Regions from separate parts of the Anser cygnoides genome. Here region 2 is linked to region 1. A link is a contact called in public Hi-C data. All regions are on one chromosome and are shown on one strand. Each heading gives the region's core, a stretch centred on a gene start, on an enhancer-like site or on the middle of the called end of the contact. The rest is flanking DNA. Distances are from core to core; before and after follow the strand shown.

Region 1 (3,966 bases), core at 790-3,289:
GAGGGGACAGCCGAGCCGCACACAGGTCTCGACACCCACAGCTGTAGAAGCTGCCACCTCCTTTCCGAACGTGATACGGCCAGCACGGAGCTGGCCTGCAGTGTTTTCTGAAGCTTGGTGCTGGGCCAAAAGCCATTCTGCAGTGCCTGCCCATGCCGTAGAGGTGTGTGATATTAACTTACCTGGTTTCCGCTGTGGGTTCCTCCACAGCTGCTAACGTATCTCCACGTGTTATCAGTACATCTCTTCTACAGACTTCCTCAGACTGGGTTTAAGGGACAACGTGTTCCTGTTCGGGAGAAGCAAAGGGATGTCCTGCCCTGCTCGTGCTGAATCACTCTTACCTGGCAAGGGCTGGCGGAACGGCGGGGCCATATTTTATTGTAGTGTACTCCAGCTGCAGAAAAGGTATTGGATTTGGGGTTTATATCAGACAACTAGTTCCTGATCAGGTTGATTAAGTCTTTAGGTGGAAGACTTTGCCTTCATATCTCTTTGTAAAACAAATGCTGAGTAGTGGTAAAAGGACAAATGTGCTCAGTTGTGACGCTTTAAATCATACAAACCATTACCAAAGACAAATAACAAGATCACAGCAGGTTACTCTGGTGCAGGGCTCCTTCCTGGAGCAAACACCACGAGACACAATCAACATTCACACGGTGTTCAGCCCACCACAATGCAGCCCCTCCAGCTGGGTCTTTGGAGGCGCGCTAGTAGGAATATTAAATCCCACTGAATACCTTCTTATGATATTCATAATTTAACAACAGCCATGCACATGGGTGACCAATTCTGTGGATTGTGACTGTGGGGAACCAGATCCAACCCCCCCAGTGATGCTGAGGGCTGTGCCACGACCCCTGCTCAGCCCCTGCTCCTCTTACCATGCTTGCGCCGTGGTGGCTGGAGCCCTCTTAGGTGCTGTCAGTATTCATCAGAAGCAACTTCTTAGAAGGAGCGATGTGGGAATAAGTGCATTACTGTGTGAGCTGTCAGCAGATGTGCAAAGGACTTTTTGTATTGAAAAGGCGAAAAGAAAAAAAAAAAAGACATTAAAAATACCATTGCCATGTTGCCCTCTGGGTTTACACAAATGTGGCACAGAGAAGAATTAGGCTTTTGCAGTTTCATGTTTCCTTGACCTTTTGAGAGAGGAATTAAAAATCAGATCCAACTTCTGCTCCCAGTTGCAATGCTGAAAGTCCAGAGCCAATATAATGTACTGGCTCCTGAGGTGTGGGAGCAGAATTTCGTCTTGCCTATTGAAAAAAAAATGAGAGAGAGATGAGATATGAAGAGGTCTGAATAAAGGCTGGATCATTTGAGCGCTAAACCTCTCTCCCAGGTGGGTGCAATTATTGTGGGTGCAATTACTGGTGTGTAAGCAGATTCCTTCACCTGCTCTGGTGGGCGTTCTGACTTGGGATCAGTGCAACGTAAGGAGAGAATACACGTCTCCTCCAGCATGGTGTCTGCTCAGTGTGCTGAGGAGCGTGCCGTGGGAAGAAGCTCGCAGCCAGCAGCATCCCTGCTGTGACGCAGCTGCTGGAGCCCGGTGGTGGTGGCCGTGCCTGCTGCAGCAGCAGCAGTGGGGCAGACAGAGAAGCTGTGCCAGCACCCGTGTCGCTTGACACTTAGAAAGCCCTCGGACCATTAACGCTAAGCTCATGCGTGCTGCTTGACATGAAAACATTTCCAGTTAAAGATCATTTCAGACTGTCGTTATATTGACTTACGCAAATGTTGACAAACAAAATCTGCTTGGATTACGCTCTAATGACAAGCTCTGCGTGCTTCAACAGGTTTTCTTTGTTTTGGCTTGGTTTCTTGGATTTATTTTCAACCGTCCACTGCTAAGATATATTTTTGTTCTGAGAGGACAAATGCAGCGGGGGGCTGCTTCCTACCTGGAATCTCGACATTGCCTGGGAGAAGCTGGCTGCCATGAATCATCACGGCGATGCTGTACAGCACACACATAGCTTTTTTTTTTTTCCCCTTTTGGAGACAAGCACGTGGCTATTAAACAAAGGACAAGAAGTGAGGGGAGTACACTGCAATTTGCTAATGTGTGGCTGGGTTCCCAGTTCCCTGTGCATTCTTGCAGCCAGACTGCAGTCGTCATGATGCCATTGCCAGGAAAGATGTAAACAAAAGGAAACTCTCTCTGTCAGTTGAAACATTAGGTTAATCGTGCAAAATAATATTTCGTAGTCATTCAGGTCGAGCCATACGCTACCTAGTTATCGAATATGCTATTCGTTCTATACAGATACACAGCTTCATTGGCATAAAGCACCAGTTTTTACATCTCTTTAAATCACAGCAGTATTTGCTATGTGGTGAGTCAGGGCACTGTGCAAGGCCATCGGACCCTGTCATGCAGGACTGTGACTTAAAATTCAGGTGCTTTAGGCATGGCTCTTTTGGGATCACTTGGAGGTTGGCAAACAGACGTTTTTCTGTTGAAGTAGTTAAACGATCATCTTTATGCCTCAGCCAAATTTCACAACTGGAAATTATTCTGGGGTGAAGTCTCTTTTTTTCCCTAACACTGCAATCACAGCTGCGAAACTTCACTTAAAATCAAAGGCCGGTGTTTATTCTGGATTAAAACAGCTGCTAGCGAGATGGGAACAAGACTCAAACTCTTCTTTCCCACCGTGAGGGCTTACCCAAGAGCAGTGACAGCCATGCACTGACCTGGAACTTTTAACTTACATTATTTCTGTTAAACCTGCGCCATGTCCTTCTCTAGTCGGCATCTTTTCAGCTGTGTGTGATGAAGACCTGCCCCGTGCAAGCCTTGCTGTTGTCCAGGGACTTGCATCTCCTGTGTCTTCAGCTGGGGTTTAGGGAGCTGCTCGAAGGCATGATGCTGCCCTGACACATTTGAGGCTTGCAAATGGCATGGTGTAAGTAGTAGTCGTGGTGGTACTGCTGCCCTGGGAAGGGATGTCAGATACTCAGAAACTATTTAACAAAATGTTGCTCCATGATAGGAAGGAATTTTCCCCTTTAGCTGTTGCTACAGACTGTGACAGCAAACGCTTTTGCCACAGATTAAATTATTGCAGCTTTAATGCTGGTGTCCACCCTCTTCTGCCCCATCCTTCTCCTTCTTTCCACTTTCTCCTTCCCTAGGGCCAACGGTGGGACTCCCTGCTGCAGCTCCCAGTGCTGCAGCCTGTGCTGTCAGTGCTTGTTTTGATCCAGCAGCAAGGCTGAATGCCATGGCAGTTTTGCTGCATCATCTGTGAACTGCCTGGACAGTGTCAACCTTTTACCTTTCACTGTCTGTGATTGTGCAGAGAGACGAGGAATGACACACACTTAGGTGCATCGGATGTCTCCATCTCCCCTTAGGCCTAGGGTAGATGTGATTTGCCAGCGCTAGCTACAAATTGAAGAAGTCTCAGTATTTTGTTTTATTTTTTTTCCATGTGATAGGAAAGTTTTCTTCCTAAGACTAGCAAAACAACTGGAGCACCATGAGTTATTACCATGAACACTTATTTCACCACCTTCCCCCACCCAAAAAAAAAAAAAAGAAAAAAGAACATGCTAGAGGATGACAAATAGCACAGCCCAATTCATGCAGTGCATTAACATCTCACTGCTACACACTTTCTGGAGCATATACAACAAAAGAAGGAATGATTACAGTTCTGGTTCAAGGACCACAGCAATCCAGCGCTGAACACGCACTTGTGAAGCAATTCCAGATTGCAATTTTGAGCACCGATAGCCAGTACAATAGGAAAAATAAGCCACGCTGTATTAAGGACATGCCTTTGATAATTCGCTCTTTATAGCTAAAAGCCAGGGATAGCTGGTAGGCTTGGCATCCCGCTGGGGAAATGGGACAGTTGCACAGGAAGGGGTTGCCTTTTGCCATTTCACATCTACGCTCCCAATTTCCAGCCTCCAGCCTGAACCCTGTGCCTCAGCACGCAGCTGTTT
Region 2 (3,966 bases), core at 860-3,359, 130 kb before region 1:
AATCTGACTTCCATTTTCCAGGGGAAAAAAATAAAAAAAAGCATGTGCATTTTATTTGTGAATTGTTTTTATTTCTGCTGCTAGAAGCTCTACATACCATGGTCACTTATACTGCTAATATTAACAATTAACTTTTGCCTTACGTTAAAGAAAATTTCAAATAACAGGTCCTGTTTCTGAGGGATTTCAAATTCTCAGGAGAATATTATCTCAATACGTGACATCAATGTGCAGTACTCAGCATGCAATAGGTTATCAAAAAGCTTTCTTATATGGAAACTCAAAATTCATATATTCATCCTCTCTGAGACTGTTGCTAAGTGAAACTCATTTATTTAGACTAGATTTCATAAGAGAGATGAAAAACACATAATGGGAAGATATTTATATCTCCCATGATGACAGCTCTAGAGTGATAGGGAAAAGTACAGATAAAAAGTTTGTGGGAACCATGAGACACTAGTAAAATGGTGGTGGTGAAGATCTTTCTAGGCTATCAGCCATGTGAAAAACAGCTCAGAAAAGCAGGACATTGAAATTAAAAATGATTCTGTTCTAGAAAAAGAAAAATTGTCACCTTTGTTGAGTTGGTGAAGCAAATGGAAAGCTAATGCAGACAATAAATATGAAAAGGCAGCTGGAGAAGAAAGTGCTGATGCCCAGAAACTCTCTCACAGAATGCCTCCATCCAAAATGTTAACAGTCTGTCCCACAAGACAAGCTTCATTTATACAAATGATGTATATACAGCTCTGATTTTGCACCTTGCTTTCTCATTATAGAGTGGGTTTGCCAGCCTATCTACCCTATGGCCAGTCAATGACACAGTTCATGAAAGGCTATTACAGTGTGTGACACATTCTACATCCATTTTCATAACTATCATCTTTCTTTTCCTCCTACTTTATCTTAATCTACAGCAACAATTATGTCAATGAACTTCTGGTTCTAGCCTGAGTTTGAAAGTGGAAACGAAATTCCAGAAAAGCCGGCAAAGAAAATGTTAAAGTGGATTGCCACAACGTGACTCTGATTTTCTCTGATTTTACCTTTTCCACAAAGTACATGATACCCTCATGGCCCCGCTGTCCAGGAGGTTTCCAACTAAGCACAACATAGTTCTTTGTGGCTTCAATAACTTGGAGGTCTGTAGGTGGACCAGGAACAACACCCTCTGAAGTACAGGGAAGAAGAGTAGGAAATGGAAATGAGTATGAATTCCTTCATATTTGTATCAGAATTGGTGCTGTGATTAAAGTATAGGACAGGTATTAACATATCTTGGCACCTGATAGTTTTAGAAAACGTAGTATTTAAAGTAATCTACGTACTGGTTTTAAATGTCCTTGTTTTAATGTTAGACATGTTTATTTATTAAGTCCTGAATAACGAAACCTAAAGCTGGAGTTGTTGAAGGTTGAGTGACTCTTGAGAACAACGAACTTTGGGTGTGTGCCAAAGTCCACTGAACTCAATGGAAGTTTTCCTCATTACTCAGCCAAATTTTTGTAGGCAAAAGGGCTGTGTTTACCTGCAGGTTCTTCCTCAGTGACAATAATCTGTCCTGTCCAGGGAGCGGAAGGGTGACCTGAAACAGATGTCATAGAGAGGATGGAAATGAGAACTTTCAGGAACTTTTGAAATATTGAGCAAACTGAGTCCTTTGTGGTTCAAAACTAACATTTGCAAGATTCACATGAGCTCAGTTCTTGGTGACTGCTGTGACTGTTACTCATGTAAGGACACTCAAACCTAGTTTAAAGTAGTTCTGCAATCAATATATCAAGAAAAAATTAATCAACAGAGGCATATATTCCTTGCTGAAATTTCTCTGAAGTCACTTAAGCGACAAGCAGAGGTATTTAGCTCACTCAGTTAATTGTTTTTAGAGAATTAACTTCATTTTCCACACTCTGTTCATTTGGTTTATAAGCTCACTCATTAAAGCAAGAGGCAAGGCTCTTCTTCATCTTTTTTTAACCCACTTTCCCTCACATTTCCAGCTTTCAGAACAAGGGTCACAGTCACAGACAGAAATTGCTCAGCCTGACTCCACACACCAACTTGATATGCTTTGGGTGGCTCTCTCAGTGCCCTTGCATTATCATATTATCACAGTTATGTAGCTCAATGCTATCAGCCAGGTCAATGCATTTTCAGAGATAATTTTTGCAGTTGCTGTTCTCCACCTCCATGTGCTTCACCTTACATTGGCTGATTTGTTTTGGAAATGAGAGTAGAGATGGAGCAGATGGGGAGAAAAGTGGATCATGAGGGAGAAAAGGAGATGCAACAGGCCACCAAAATCAGACTCCCTCTCCTGAGACAGCTTCAACTCTTCCCAGTGAAAAGCAAAAGCCCTCCCAGACTTCAGGTTTCACGTGTGACCACGGTATTTCCTAGTAGTGTCAAACCTGGCCATTTTAAATAGTAAAACTTCAGAGATGAGTAGAAATACCTGGATTTCAGGCATGTGGTTTTGGGGTGTGGGTAGAGAAGGGGATTTTGAAGCAAACTCTTAGTTAAACTCCTCACCAAGGCCTTTGTGCCTAGGACGTCGCCAGGCTACAGGAGAAATATCCTCGATTTGTAAAAAAGTTCACTGTTAAGCAGAGAGCTCGGGATCAATAACCTGTTGGGCTGCCCTGATATTTTGCTGATGTTATTGCAAGACTTTGGTCATCACATGAGCACAGAATCAGCTGCTCTTGCCTGTGGCACAGAGGGAGACTATTCACAGGATCCACTCAGCTATTTTGCTGGTGGAACAAAAGCAAGTCTCTTCTGGCAATTTACTCTCCTGTGCCTTTTCCCTGCTTTCTGCAAGTCCAGAGTGCAGTACTGTAGCCAGCAAAGCCATTCAAACTGTTGGAGTGCTTTGTGCAAAGAGCACTGAGACAAATCCTTCTTGGCAAAAGTTGTCTCCAAAGAATATTTTGTTTTTGCATTGCTCCCTCTAGTGGGATTTTGAAGGCTTATGAATAAATAGTCATACTTTTTTTTTAAATTATTTTTCATACAATTTCTTAAGTCTTTCAGGCAAGCGGCAAAAAGCGTGTCTTACTTCTAAGCCTGGCTCTGTCAGCAGGATCCAGGGCCGCCACGGGCTCGGACACCCGGGATGGTAGGCTAATGCCAGCTTTGTTCACCGCTCGGACTCGGAAGATGTAGGAGCGGCCCTCAATCAGACCGGTGACAGGAAAACGGGCGAATTTCACAGGAGTCTCATTGCACTGGGTCCAGTGGGTGGTGCCAACTTCACACCTGAAACATACAAACAGCAGGAAAGAGTAGTGCTGGGAAGGGAAAAACGCTGACTCCAAGCACCCGGACCTTTAGTTTGACCATCTGTTCACGTTCATTGCCTGAAGCAAGCCAGCTTCCCCAGCACTGGTGTCTGCTGGTGACACCAAAGCAGCTGCAGGAGGGGTCAGGGCTGAAGTGCCACCTGGTTATGCACCAAATCCCCTGCAGCTGTGCTCCGTCTTTCCCGAACTGGAGAGGGGACACGGACAGAGCTCACTCCACCGAACAACCCTTCAAAGTATGCTCTGGGAGGCTTGGGGAGTGTCAGCTTCAGCATACTTGAAGGGACATGAGATACGTGTAGCCTTGGCAGTTGCCAGGAGCAGAGCTCATCCTGCATGCACGGTGCCCTACTGTACAGCCAGAAAAATAGCAGGCTTTATAGTGCGTGGAAGCCTCTGTTCAGATTTCATCTGTGACCAACCCAGTGCACAGAGAGCTGTGAATATGACTGAAGTCAGAAACCCAGCTTCAAATTTGAAGAATTTGAAGCCCTGCTTCGGATGCTGCTGTGGTTGCAAATGTTGCAATGACAAGACCCAGCAGGGTGGTGCTCATCCCACTGCTAAGCCTCACACCTGGCAAGACACTTTTTTTTTGGCAGAAAGAAGAGAACCAGGGAGAGCAGCGACCCCTGCTCAGGCAGCCAGCAGGAGCCAT

Evidence for each region. Hi-C and Micro-C count contacts between places; a contact is called where the count stands out from the background.
Region 2: a Hi-C map of liver shows a contact between it and region 1, with 2.6 times the contacts expected there. The contact joins two enhancer-like sites. A contact is called at or near these places in 2 of 7 Hi-C or Micro-C datasets (both in liver).

What each region holds. Positions count from the first base shown.
Region 1 is chr2:111,746,749-111,750,714 of Taihu_goose_T2T_genome, reverse strand. TGIF1 (TGFB induced factor homeobox 1) reads left to right here. Exons shown (of 6, transcript XM_066992815.1): 5 at 1-408. Among named protein-coding and RNA genes, the nearest start is that of TGIF1, 21 kb to the left of the region's middle. Within about 2 kb of position 2,039, at least 2 of the 3 cell types and tissues checked have open chromatin away from gene starts, as enhancers often do. A contact at or near this core is called in liver, where this site is marked.
Region 2 is chr2:111,881,329-111,885,294 of Taihu_goose_T2T_genome, reverse strand. MYOM1 (myomesin 1) reads right to left here. Exons shown (of 37, transcript XM_048058026.2): 12 at 3,065-3,264; 13 at 1,532-1,588; 14 at 1,050-1,174. Among named protein-coding and RNA genes, the nearest start is that of MYOM1, 34 kb to the right of the region's middle. Within about 2 kb of position 2,109, at least 2 of the 3 cell types and tissues checked have open chromatin away from gene starts, as enhancers often do. A contact at or near this core is called in liver, where this site is marked.